2 separate regions of the Sus scrofa genome follow, and region 2 is linked to region 1. Evidence: chromatin contacts called from public promoter capture Hi-C data. All regions are on one chromosome and are shown on one strand. The core of a region is the stretch at or near the end of the contact, and the rest is flanking DNA. Distances in the headings are between cores, read along the strand shown. Region 1 holds the start of ATG14 (beclin 1-associated autophagy-related key regulator). Region 2 holds the start of TMEM260 (transmembrane protein 260).

The links. Promoter capture Hi-C pulls out the DNA fragments that hold promoters and counts their contacts.
Region 2: a contact with region 1 is called in a promoter capture Hi-C map of liver, with 8 times the contacts expected there. The contact joins the promoter of TMEM260 here to the promoter of ATG14 in region 1. A contact is called at or near these places in 1 of 5 promoter capture datasets (liver) and 1 of 2 datasets of contacts at active chromatin or transcription factors (skeletal muscle).

The regions. Positions count from the first base shown.
Region 1 is chr1:184,742,156-184,748,886 of Sscrofa11.1, reverse strand. ATG14 (beclin 1-associated autophagy-related key regulator) reads left to right here and starts at 5,135. Exons shown (of 10, transcript XM_001924990.5): 1 at 5,135-5,408. The coding sequence starts at 5,188. It overlaps TBPL2 (TATA box-binding protein-like protein 2), which reads left to right. Exons shown (of 7, transcript XM_021102347.1): 7 at 2,928-3,168. The coding sequence ends at 3,004.
Region 2 is chr1:185,818,949-185,826,033 of Sscrofa11.1, reverse strand. It overlaps TMEM260 (transmembrane protein 260), which reads right to left and starts at 4,537. Exons shown (of 14, transcript XM_013993447.2): 1 at 4,237-4,537. The coding sequence starts at 4,396. It overlaps LOC110262235 (a long non-coding RNA gene), which reads left to right and starts at 4,532. Exons shown (of 3, transcript XR_002347053.1): 1 at 4,532-4,867.

The DNA.
Region 1 (6,731 bases), core at 3,886-6,385:
AGGTGATAGATGTTTAATAAATGTTGGGTACCTACTTACCAGGTACATGTATTGTTTTAGGTGCTAAGAGATTAGCAAATAGAACACACCCCTCATCTGGCAAAAACCCAGCCCTGGTAAAGGAGACAAATTACATGATACTGGCTCTCAGAGAACCAAATGATAAGCCGTATGTACTTGGACCAGCCATCCCAACATCCCTAATCCTGAAGTACATTCTTTTAGGACAGTAAAAATGGGTTATATCTTGTTAAGCGTTATGGTTTGTAAAGGACTTTTTTTGCAACCATTTGTTCATGCAGTCCTATACTAACCTTATGAAAAGGCTATTGTCCTTTATATATAAGGAAACAGAAACTTCAGAAGTTAAACAATCTTCATGTGGTTTAATGGCGTGGGGTGAATGTGTGTGTGTGTTTGGTATATCTACCATACTTCACTGTTTCCCAGTTAAGGAGTTTGTTCTATTCAAATGTTTCCAGAAGCTGAAAAAGTCCATCAAACCAGAGGCAGAGAGTCTTGTTGCAATGGTGTTTTACTTTCTGCTTCTCTACTCACTGTTTAGTTTCTATAAAACCAATCCCTTCCTCCCTTCCTCCTTTCCTCCCACCCTCTCTCCCTTCATGCCTACAGCATGCCACATTACCTGAGCTGCAGCGGTAATAATGCCAAGTCCTTAACTGTTAGGCCACCTGGGAACTCCAAAACCAGTATCTTTAGAAACTAAAATTTTAGTGCTGAAAACTAAAGGGATGTTTCCTATCCCAAAGGTACAGAGCTTCTGTTACCCTCCTCCCTACCCATCATCTTCAAGGGTAGAGACTCAGAAAGTAAACTCTTAAGCAATGAATAAGTAACCTTTTGCCCTTATCTACCCCCCCCCCCATTTTAAGCTTACAAGTACTTTTTTTGATTTCTTAAAAAAAATTTTAGGAGTTCCCATTGTGGCTCAGCAGGTTAGGAGCCCAACGTTGTCTCTGAGGATGAGGAGTCCATCCCTGGCCTTGCCCAGTGGGTTAAGGATCTGGAGTTGCAGCAAGATATGTTACAGATGCAGCTCAGATCTGGTGTTGCTGTGGCCGGCAGCTGCATCTCTGATTCAACCCCTAGCCTGGGAACTTAAATAGACTGCAGGTGTGGCCCTAAAAAGAAAAAGTTTTTTTTTTAATTTATTGAGGTGAAATTCACACAGCATAAATTTAACCATTTTTGTTCATTCACAATGTTGTGGAACTACCACCTCTGTCTAGTGCCAAAACATTTCCACTACTCCAAAATAAAGTCCCATATCATTAGGCACTTTTTCCCCATTCCTTCCTCCCCCAGCTCCTGGCAAACACCAGTCTTCATTCTGTCTGTGTGAATTTACCTATTCTGGAGATTTCATGTAAATGGAATTATACAATACGTGATCTTTCATGTCTGGCTGCTTTCATTTAGTATAATGTTTTTGAGGTACATCTACACTGTAGTGTGTATCAGTGCTTCACTCCTTTTTATGGCAGAATAATATTCCATTGTATATATATATATGATATTCATCACAGTTTGCTTATACATTCATCTTTTAGTAGACACTAGGGTTGTTTCCACTTTGAGGCTACTATGAATAGTACTACCATGAATATGTGTCTACATGTGTTACTGGTTTAAAGATTTTTTTTCAATTTGGGGGGTATATACCCAGATACCCAGGAGTGAAACTGTTGGGTCACATGGTAATTTTTACTTTAACATTTTTGAAGAACCACCAACCCATTTTCCATGGTAGCTGAATGATTTTATGTTCCCACCAGCAATGTATGAGAGTTCAATTTCTCAGGCTCTTTGTGAACACTTGCTATTTTCCATTTTTAAAATTATTATTGTTCGTCCTGGATTCTGAATCCTGATTTCTACTTGCTTCTCAAATCCGGTGATACTCCTTTTGGTGATTAGTCCTTTGGGACTAATTCCCTCTCACTAGTCCCGTCATTAAACCAGACAACCACTTCTCACAGGTCGTTCCTGCTCTCTTACAGAGCCTTCCTCCTCTCGACGTTTATAGCTTAAACTATTTTTAAGAATTTATCAGCTTAAACTATTTTTCATTTTTCTCCATGATAAAAGTTTTTAAATGCTTTTCATTAATTTCCTTGCCTTCTGCACAGTACTATTAGATAACAGTTTCCTGATTAGCTGACAGTTCCATGTAAACACAAGTACTACCAGGAATTAACTCTTAGTATAATGTGCCTGAATAGTTTTGAAAGTAGAAGGTAGTTAGTAGCGGGTTGGCAGTGGTGAGATAGGAGTAGAACAGACTGATAATCTCTTTCAAGGGTAGGAACTGTATCTAATTCATGTTTTTAATCCATTTTAATACCTACAGCAGTTACAATTAAAGATCCCTTGAAACTTAGGGCGACGGTGGTAAGATTTCAAGATTTCCCCAGTTTTCTAACTAATAGTCCCTTTCCATACACTAAAATTTAAAACTTTAGAATAGTTCCAGTTTGTCTCACTCTGTTGGTCAAAACCAGGGAATCAGAATGTCTACTAGAGGTGAGCAGATCAAAGGACGTCCCTTTTGCTGGTAGCTAAGGGCCCACAGATGCTGATGAAGGTCATGTTCTGTGGTCACATCCATGACACCCTGAGAAACAAGATTCCATATTTCATACTATTCCCTGTGAAGCCAAAGATGTACTGATGTGTCTATATAGCAGAAGTATTATAAAACTCTGCTCTAGGTATGTGTGTAGGGAAATGTGGCTCTAGTCACCAAATTCTTTTGTCTTTACCAGGAATAAATGTCATTTCTCAGGGATACCTACAGAGATGTCATTGAATTAAAAGCAATTGGGGTTGACAATGAAATTTTAGCCTTAAAAATTTCTACTATTGTTTTAATATTAAAGATTATGTAAACATGGATTTCTTTATAGGTGCCAAAGAACGTTCTGAGATCTATGAAGCATTTGAAAACATCTATCCTATTCTAAAGGACTTCAAAAAAGCCTGAATACAGTATTCAGTATCTTACAGTATATTAGTTTGAATGTATACATAAGCCCAGCACAGAAATGGCTGGATTGTTACTGTTCCATGAACATTTTGACTTTATTTTTTTTTAATTTTTTAATTTTTTTGCTTTTTAGGGCCACACCTGAGGCACATGGAGGTTTCCAGGCTAGGGGTCCAATTGGAGCTACATCTGCTGGCCACAGCCAGAGCAGCATCAGATCCAAGCCACATCTGGAACCTACACCACAGCTCACGGCAACACTGGATCCTTAACCCACTGGGCGAGGCCAGGAAGTGAACCCTTGACTTCATGGTTCCTAGTCAGATTCATTTCCGCTGCGCCACGACAGGAACTCCTTGCCTTTAGTTATTAAAGTGTGATTCTATACGTGTATTCATGCTTAAGAAGTGAAGAAAATTTTTTTTCAAAATAACTATGTTATTTTTTAAATGAAAAAAGTAAACATTTCAGAATTTGAAAGGTTTAGGGCCTTGCTAGAGTGATATTGTAACATTAAAATTTACTCTTGTTAAAGATGTAGTCCATTAACATGTGTTCTCTGAAAATACATAGCAATATGTAGAAATTTCATATAGCTGCATAAAGTAGGATAGAAATTGTATATTTTTTGCTTTTTAAAATATCAAGTAGATGATCCTGGCCATTAGGTACAGGCTTGTGAAGGATCTTGTCAGAGTACAAATGAAACATGAAGGTCTGAAAACAAGATAAACATTCTTTTCTTTGAAATGGTCAGAGAAAATTATTATCTCTTCCTTAAAAATAAATCTTAGAGCTTACACTAAACCTGAATGGTTCCTGAAAGTTTATTTTGAAAAGTGTTTGGGGATTTTGTGCTTTTTTCATACTTTTATAATCCTATGTAATTATGTTAAAATAGATTAAGAGCCTGGAACAGAGTTTACAGACTCAAGGCCTAATTAGGTTGTGGAATTATCCCCATTTGATGGAGATGTGGAGATTAACAAGGAGGGTTGGGCTAACAGGAGTTATGGACCTTGATTCCAAGTGGTCAGTGAATATGTCTTTCATTAAGATGAGAAAACATAGGCAGGGAGGGAAAGGTTGGTTTTCAGTTCAGTTTCCAAATTACTGAGTTTGTGGTGTTCACTGTACACTACTTTAGACCTAGTGTAAGCAGTTATGAATTTTGGGGTATGGAAGGGCAGGGGAGAGAAACCCTAGCTGGAGAGAAAATTTAGGGCAGTCATTAATTTACAGCCTGCCAAAATAATCTTTGAGACTCACTGGTGTAGATCATTTGACCTAGGAGCCCAATATTTTTCCTTCTGTAGTTTATAGACATATTCAAACACTAATTACTCTGATAAAAATCCTCCGACCCACCCTATTTATCCCCACAGAAACAAACTTGGAAAAATGTAACTATGTTCAATTCTACCTAGTTCAAATTTTTTCTCAGAGCACGGCCCAGAGTAGGAGCGGAATGCTGCACCTTAATTTAAAAATTTGTTTTTCAGAAAGATACATCTTTGATTTCCACATTCAGTACAGTTTCCACTGGTTAGCTATTATCAGTAGAGTACTTAGCAGACTCCTACCAAACAGATTTACTTATGACTCCTCAGGGTGTTACGGTGGGTTCTGTAATTCTCTACCTTTAAATCACGTAAGAACACAGGCACAGTGAGGTGAGTAATTTGCCCCAAATTACATAGCTATTAGGGAGGTGGGTGAGGCAAAATTCAGTCTAGCTCCAAGACCCAGTTCCCTACCCAACTCCGCTGTACTTTTAGCCAAATTTAAAAACATCCACAGAGAATTACAGAAACTCCCTATTGTGTTCCCAATCGGTTTTCCCAGAATCCTTACGGCATCGTTTTACTATTTCTTGCACAAATTTGAGGCGTTAACTTGTAGGCTGGTCATGATCGAGCAGCTGATGACATTTTGTTGGGGTGACTCGGCCCACTAACGTAATTCCTGCCGCGAGATCGGCCAGCCCTGAGATGTCAGGAAAACCGACAGCGCCTCGGGCTGCAGCGGTCAAGGGCTAGGCAAGGCTGGGCTTGGAGGTGGCGGGACCCCCGCGGCGCTCCCGGCGCCTCCTTAGGCCCCTCCCAGGCCCCACCTCCTCGCCCAGGATGCACCTGGTTGAAAACAAAATCCCACGTGACTGGCTCTTCTCTCAGGCCATCATGGCGTCTCCCAGTGGGAAGGGATCCCGGGCGCCGGAGGCTCCTGGCTGTGGGCCCCAGCCACTCGCCCGGGACTTGGTGGACTCCGTGGACGACGCGGAGGGGCTGTACGTGGCGGTGGAGCGGTGTCCGCTGTGCAACACTACCCGCCGGCGGCTGACCTGCGCCAAGTGCGTCCAGAGCGGCGATTTCGTCTACTTCGACGGCCGCGACCGTGAAAGGTACGGCAGCCGCCACGGCCCCATTGTTTTTTCTCCGGGAGTCACCACCGGCTACGAGACAGGAGCCTGGGACCAGAGTACGTGCCCCGGAGCCTGGCGAGAGAAGGGGGAGGTTGGGAGGGTAGCTGCTTTGCGCTAGCGCTTTCCTCCCAGAGTACAGGTTCCAGGATGGGGGCCAGAAGATGAAGGTTGTCATTTCCTCATAACTCACTGGGGAGGAGTCCCACCTCACGATGCTCCTGGGTACTCCGGAAAAGAGATAGATGTGACTGTGGAGAGGTCTTCCCCTGTTACTGCTGTAGAGTTGGATTCTCAGTACTTTGCTACACTCCCATTCAGAAGCTTGGTTTAACCTTTACCTTCGAAAGCACGTTCATTTTCTAGAGGAGAGTCCAGAAGGGAATAAAATAAAAGATTTTTGGGCCCTGGTAGCCTGTCACAGATGGACCTTGTTATCAGACATGCTTACTGTAATGTGTTAATTAGGCTAGTTAGTCCTCCCTTTTCCGCTCTCTGCCTCCAAAGATTGTTTTGGGTGCTGAGAAGTTTGGGGATGTGTTTTGGCTTTGTTTTAAAATCCAGACTGGGAGTTGCAAGCCCTTAGTTAAGAGAATTGAATTTAGGAACACGTTTTGGCCTTCTTTTGAAATTTGTTAAACAGAGACAAGTCCTTGGTTAAGATAATTGAAAAATTAGTGTGATTAGCTGCAAGGTCTCTCAGCCCCAACATTTGTGTCAGTAACTTAGTGATAGTAAAAGATCTAATATTTTGAGTGCAAAAGTTCAGGTATTCATTACAACAACCCAGTAAGTTATTATCCTCAACGTAACTGCTAAGGAAACTGCACGATACCTTGCCCTGGGTCACAGATAATAAGTGTAGGGACCAGAATTAATATCCAGGCAGCCTGAGCCCTATGCCATGCACTTAACCACTGGATTGTACAACATCTATATTTGGAAATTTTTTTGAGTTCCTGGTAGTCCTCTGTTCATGAATGGAATTTATTTCTTTTTCTTGAGATTTGTATGGTGTAATCTTTTAGTTAGTTGCTATGCCTCATTGATGTACTTGATGGCTTTAGAAACTGTTCGTGTGTAGTAAGTGATAGCTTTAAAAATTAAAACAATTTTACTGTAAGAATCCTAGGTATGAGGTGGAATTGTTTAACTTAAGGAGTTTATCACGGGTTCAGTTCTGGATCCTCTTCTCTTTATACTTTTACCTAGATCCATTCCCATAATTTAAATATCTTATATAGGCTGAAGACACCAGACTTATATCTCCAACTCGGGCCTTTGTAAAATCAAGAAGACAGCTGC
Region 2 (7,085 bases), core at 3,288-5,787, 1.1 Mb before region 1:
TTGTTTCCTTAGTCTAAAATTTCTCAGTGCCTCCTTTCTGCGTACTGAATGAACTTGACTCCTCAGCCTAAAATGTAAACACTCTATGGCTTCAAGTTCCCTTTATAAGGCTTATGTCCATGAAAACTTTGCTCACCTTAGTCAGATCTGACTACTCACTGTTCCTCTAGAACAGTCCTTTTTTGCACCTCATCACATTTTCTCACTCAGCATTCTCTCCTAAATCCTTCAGGGCCTACTTCAGTTGCTGCCTTCTCAGTGACACCTTTCCTTACACATACCCCTCCCCAGCTTTCCCTATCAGGATTAATCACATCCTCCTCCCCCATGGAACCTGCTCGAAACCTCTCTATTCAGCACTTAGTTGGATTGCCTTCTGTGCTGGTTAGTTGTTTTCATTTGTCTTTTCCACTAAGATGAAAATATTATCCATTTCAGGCTTCTGTCAGGACATCAGCACCTCTCCCTCATCGGGCCACACAGGGAATCTACTTCAAGCCCTGTACAGAGAGGTTGACAAAGACATATCACGGTGTCATTCTTGCTACTCAGACACCCCACATCTCAGATTGCATGACTGCTCGCTTCACGAAGCCCCACAGGGGCACCAAAGACAGATACTGCTCACTTACATCATTTACTTACGGACATCTTTGAAGTTTTCTGGAGATATTCAAGAGCATCTTATAAGCTAAGGCACTTTTTGTATCTTATATAAATTATGGTTTTAAAATGTTTAAAATAACGGTTCTCTTTGTAGCTACTGTTACCAAAACTGTATAGCTCTGCCCTAGAATGGGTTTGCTCTTAGGTCTCTAGTGCTAAGTGGTTTTAATCAGTTTTTTGTTCTTATATTTCTGTAGGTGCAATGAAACACAGTTAAGTTTAAATTTTCAAGGTCACTATTCATTCTCCTTCATTTAAAATGTATTTAGAATTGTATTTAACCTTAAGAAAAACAGCCTATTTTCTGAAACTTCTTTTTACCATTGAAAAGTCAATATGCTGTTATTCTTTGTTGGAGTTCTCTTGGTAGAAAGACGAATCTGGAATGTGATAAACTTCCAGCACCAACTCTTGTTAAATGTTCAACTAAAATCTAAACAGAAAAGATGCTACTATTCAAAGTCTATGAATGCATCCCTGATAGAAAGCTAAAGGGAAACCCTACTTTTAAAACTGAGCATGATAAAAAAGAGAAATAGTTAAAAAAAAAAAAATTGGGAGAGCCTCCTAGGTCCTTGCTTTCCCCAATTCTTTACACTATGGTTTTTGCAAATTTAAGTCCTACCTGCATTAGGATTCCTGAGATGCCTTTTAAAAATAAAGATTCCTTGACCATAACCCAAACCTACCTACTCTAGACCCTCTGACATTGTGGCCCAAGTCCCCCAGGCAATATCAAGTACACTCAAGTTTGAGAACTACAGGGCTTTTTTTGTCTGGGACACAAATGTGTGGCAAGCTGAGGTGTTAGCAAATGCTTCACCTTTACAAAACCCAGCTCCCTCTATGTTATACTTTTTACATTAATTATACAGTTAAATTGTCATGTATCAAGTGTTAATGACAGTATCTTAAGTATAGATAAACATACATATAAGCTATAGTTCCCAAGCATAACAAAGAGAAGTGAAGGCTAAATTCCCACCCTTTATTCTAAAGGACCAGTAGTGCTCCTGCCCATAAATCAACTATGTACATCAAGTGGTGAAAAAGTAATTTTGGCAAGGCCACACAATGTGGATTCATGGAGTATAACTGAAGACTTATCAGCAAGAAGAATACATGCTTTATGTTGGTTTTGATTGTCTTCTGTTTATTGGTTAAAAAAAATTTATTTCAGAAACACAAAATTCAAAGAGAACAGTACATTCAACATATAAACAAAATTATCAAAGATGTGATTATACAAATTTTACTGATAACTCTTAGAAAACACTTCATTCCCCAAAACGAACATAAAAATATTAGAAGCAACCACTATTCAGAATCAAACTAAACTTAGAACACCCAAAAAGTATGATAACTCTAAGTGAATTATTAACTTTATTCTTTGGGGAAAAAATAAGACTATTAATAAAAACAAGGTAACATCACACATTTCTTTCTTTTTCTTTTTTCTTTTGTCTTTTTTTGCCTTTTCTAGGGCCGCTCCCGCGGCACATGGAGGTTTCCAGGCTAGGGGTCGAATTGGAACTGTAGCCACTGGCCTATGCCAGAGCCACAGCTACTCGGGATCCAAGCCGCGTCTGCCACCTACACCGTAGCTCATGGCAATGCTGGATCCTTAACCCACTTAGCAAGGCCAGGAACCGAACCCGCAACCTAGTGGTTCCTAGTCAGATTCATTAACCTCTGCACCATCATAAATCAACTATGTACATCAAGTGGTGAAAAAGTAATTTTGGCAAGGCGGGAACTCCAACATCATACATTTCAAATAGACTATCACTAAATATGTGAGGGCAGATTTAAGAAAAAAAAATTAGAGTCTAAATTGGTTAAAAGAGCATGTTCTAAAGTCAATATACTTGGGTTCTTTCCTTAACTGTTCCTACTTTGCAGCTGTGTGATTGTGGACACAGTTTAACATTAGTTTAGTCATCTATAACATAATGAAATTGATAGCTACCTCACAGGGTAGCAGCTGGGAGGATTAAAATGATAATTCACGTGAAGCACTTGGAACAGTGCCTGGCACAGAGTAAGTGCTCAGTAAGTGTTATTTTTACTATTCATCCCAATCCTGACCTTCAGGCTCAAACAACCATGACAAATAACTGTCAACATTTTTTTTTTGACATGTACAGAACTACCCATTCTGAGTAGTGCTCTCCGATGCCAAAACTCTCACAATGATAAAGTTATTTCTATTATTTAATATAAACCTTGGAAACATCATAACTTCATTCCCCACTATACTAATGAAACATTGCTCCTATCTGGTCTATAGGACCTGAAAGAAAGAATAAAGTTAATGACCCATAAAAGGAACATCAAGGATTCTCAATGTGGTAGGCAGCCTTAAAGACTGCCTCTGACGGCTGCCCAATTCCTAGGCTTCTCACTGTGTAATCCTCTCCCTCCCTAGGCTGGGCTGGACATACTGACTCGCTTTCAGGAATAAAACCAGGCAGTGGTATGTCACTACCAAGATTAGGTTACAAAACATCAGAGTTGTCAGACAGAGCTGCCTTCTTTCTCTTGACAGAGGTCAGCTTACAGAGAAACCTATGTGGCAAAGAACTGGATGGAGCTTAGAAGCTAATCCCCACCAAATAGAACCTTGAGAGGTCAGCAACCTCCCCTCCTGAGTTAGGGAACCCACTCAAACTGCACCCACATTCCTGATCCACAGAAAATGTGAGCTAACAAACTTTTGCTGTTTTAAGCCACTAAATTTTGGAGTATCTTGTAATTCAGCAACTAATGCACTCAGTTTTTCTCGGATTACTACCCAAAGTTACGGCACCATTATGACAAAACTACTCATCATTATTAGGCATTATTGGATGGCCACTGAATTTGGCAGCAAAACAAAACCCACGTCTTGTCTCTCATCCCAAATACATAACTATTTTTCACATGATTTAAATGGCCGATGACTCAAGCTTTTCTGTTTAATAGGAGCAGCTTGCATTAAGCCGAAACTGGCTTCCATTCCTTTAAGCATTCTCCAGCAAATATTCTGCAAGTTTGGTCCCCTTTCAACATCAGGTTTCAACTAAAATACCACCTCCTCAGAGGCCTTTCCCGACTAGCCATTTTGGTGAAGCCATTACCTAGCCCACTGTCAACCACATTTCCTTCTGTCTCCATTAACTTCTCACTACTCACTATGTAGTGGTTTATTCAGCAGTTTGTATATTGCCACTCTCCATGACACTGTTCACCACTCCTGTTATTCCTTTTATCTGTTACACGATAAGGACCCAACAAGTAATATTTGCGGGCTAAAAAGAAATGGAAAACAAAAACTCAGGTCCAGGAAAAATGATCTAGAGAAACGGAGAGGTTGGTAAAGTACCCATCAGGCAAAACCAACAATACCCGGCTTGAAAGCCTGAGAACTAGAGACCAGGATTACAAGAAAGTTACAGGAATGGAAACAGAAGTTGGTTCTGGGACTTAAAGCCCTGCAGGGGCCCGGGCAAGTGGATGAAGGGGTGCGGACCTAGTGAGGACAGTGCGGACCAGCGACGAGCAGGAGGGACGACCCAGAGAGTACTTTACCCGAGTCGCCCCCCGGCACCGAAGGGGGCAGCGTGAGGGTGAACACCGCGGCCACAGCGGCGAACACGGCGACGCCGCCACGGAGGCCCCTGGAGCGCCGTGGCCCCACTCGGGCTGCCGGCCCCTCGGCCAGGCCCCCGCCGTCTCCATGGAGACCCATGCGTCAGAGGAACCGAGAAAGGAGGACGCGTGGTACCCCAGGACTAGGAGCTTCACTGTGCCCCTAGGCGAGAGCCCAGCGCGTTGCGCGGCGGCTGCGGCGGCTTCCGGGTCGGTCCGGGTGGGCGGGACGCACCTTTCTGCGCCGGCGCGGGGGGCAAAAACCGCCCAGCCTCGCGGGACTAGGCCTGGGCAGCCTTCTGGCGGCGCACGGCGCATCGGGGTTTACAGAAGTATAACTTGCTTCCCAGTAGCGCATCACAGGAGACACCCTTCCTTTAGGAAACCAAGCCTCGCCCAGGGTCGTCGTCTCTATGGCCTCCTCCCTTCCCGGTGACTTGGTCGGAGCTGACAGAGACGGGAGGGGGGTTGCAAAGCGGGCGTGCGAAAGGGCCGCGACTGCCCCCAGCGGTGTGGGGTGGAACTACACTAAGGGCCCCAGACTGTGAGCCTGAGGATCCGTGTGCGCAGTGTAAGCCTCATATGTTTACTACGAGTAATTATAAACCTGTATGCTAATTGTTCAATCGCTGAGTTATTTTCAAAGGTTAAAATAAGCTAGGTTGGTTTTTATTTTTTGGGTTTTTTTAGTAGCATGAGGAGAACTAGGGAGATGTGAAACTTGAGTTTCTGTAGTGATACAAATAATTCATGTCATGGTAAAAAGAACTCCTTTACTGAAGAGGTGTATTTGGTGGAGCTTTGACCACACACTGGGAATGAAACCAAGACACTGCATTTTCCAGTTAGCTGCAACACAAAAAAGGAATGGGGAGTTCCCATCATGGCGCAGTGGTTAATGAATCCGACTAGGAACCATGAGGTTTCAGGTTCGATCCCTGGTCTTGCTCAGTGGGTTAAGGATCCGGCTTTGCTGTGGCTGTGGCATAGACCAGCAGCTGTGACTCCGCTTAGACCCCTAGTTTGGGAACCTCCACATGCCGCCGGAGCGGCCATAAAATAGTAAAAAAAAAAAAAAAAAAAAAAAAAGGAATGGGAACTCTTGAGACCACCTCATAGCACATTCTTGGTAAGATCTTTAGTAAGATCTTTAAGCTCAGATTGTACATTATTATATGGATTATTCTGGAGGGGGAGGGGAGGAGAGCAGCCTCCCTGGAATGCATCTCAAAATACAGTGAAGATCATTGACAATCTAGGACATGTTACAAGCAATCTGACAGGAACACAGAATCGCAAATGTAGAGTAACTAATACACATCTGCATAGATTGGCAGACGTTATGCCAGCATCTTAGGTATTTACATAATGCTTCCTCGGCTATATCGTGGGTCCCTGGGGGGCAGGTAGGCAGCTTCTAAAATGGCTCCCAATAATCCCCTACTCCTGGTACTGACTCCCTTATGTGATCCTCTCCCCGTATGGGGGGTGGGGTCGGGGGGGAGTGGGCTGAATCTAGTGACTCACTTCTATCCATAGAATAAGGTGAAAGTAACAGTTGTCCCTTTGGAGATTAGGTTATAAACCACAGGCTTCCATCTTGCTAACTCTCCCCCTGATGGGCACCACCTCTCTTGTCCTCTGCTTGTTCACTCTGATGAAGCTACCCATCATGGTGTGGGATGCTTGGTGGAAACGCCCACTCCATAAAGAGTAGCAAGGAACCGAACATCACCTCCAGCCGACAGCCAGCCAACAACTAGCAAGGAACTGAATCCCGCTAATACCTCATGAGGGAGGCAGGGTGTAGATGCTCTGTTAGTGACCCTTGAGGTGATAACAGACTCCCACCAAGACCTTGATTATAGCCTAAGAGAGACCCTGAGGTAGAGGACCCAGCTAAGTCTCACCCAGATTGCAGTCCAACAGAAACTGTGAGATAGTAAGTGTTGCTGTTTCAGTCCACTAAATTTGGGGTAATTTGTTACTCAGCAATAGATTTCTAAGACAGCCTGCCTCCTATTTCTTTTCTGAAAGAGTATGCCAGTGATTAATACTGGCTGAGCCAAGCATGTGCTTAACTTTCCCTTTTTACATTTCATCTTTTGCTCATGAGCTTTGTAAAAGATAAAATGTTTATCATGGCAAATTACTTTCAAAAGAGCAAAATTATCTGTCCATAGTCAAGAGGCAGAGATCAGCACTAGAAGTTTGTTTGAATTTGGGAGTTGTCACAGATGAGGTGAATGAAGAAGTTCACGGAGGCATAACGTAGTGAGAAGAAGGTTGAGGTCATGTGTTAGCCCACATCTTCCTTTAGGGAATGGCAGAAAAGCAGACAACAGTTCAAGAGAAGGATGTGTCACAGGGCGCTAAGGAAGAAATGATGTCAGTTAAGTATGTGTGGTCAGATTGTCAAAGAGAGAGAAGGACGGTGAGGAGGCCCACATCCTGGTTTATGGGGTTGAGTTTATACCATTTGGAGAATTCTTTAAGCAAAAGAATACAAAACTGCAGATAGAGAATTAGATACAGGTATCGGAAGGAGCCTGTGCTGGAGACAAGCTGTGGAAAAAGAAATTTTTTTAATTGAAGTATAGTTGATTTACAACATTGTGTTAGTTTCAAGTGTACAGCAAAGTGGTTCAGTTATACATAGCTATTCTTTTCCAGATTCTTTCCCACCATAGGTTATCACAAGATACTGAATCTAGTTCCCTGTGTCTACAGCTGGTCTTGTTGTTTATCTATTTTATACATGGTGAGTATCTGTTAATCCCAGACTCCCA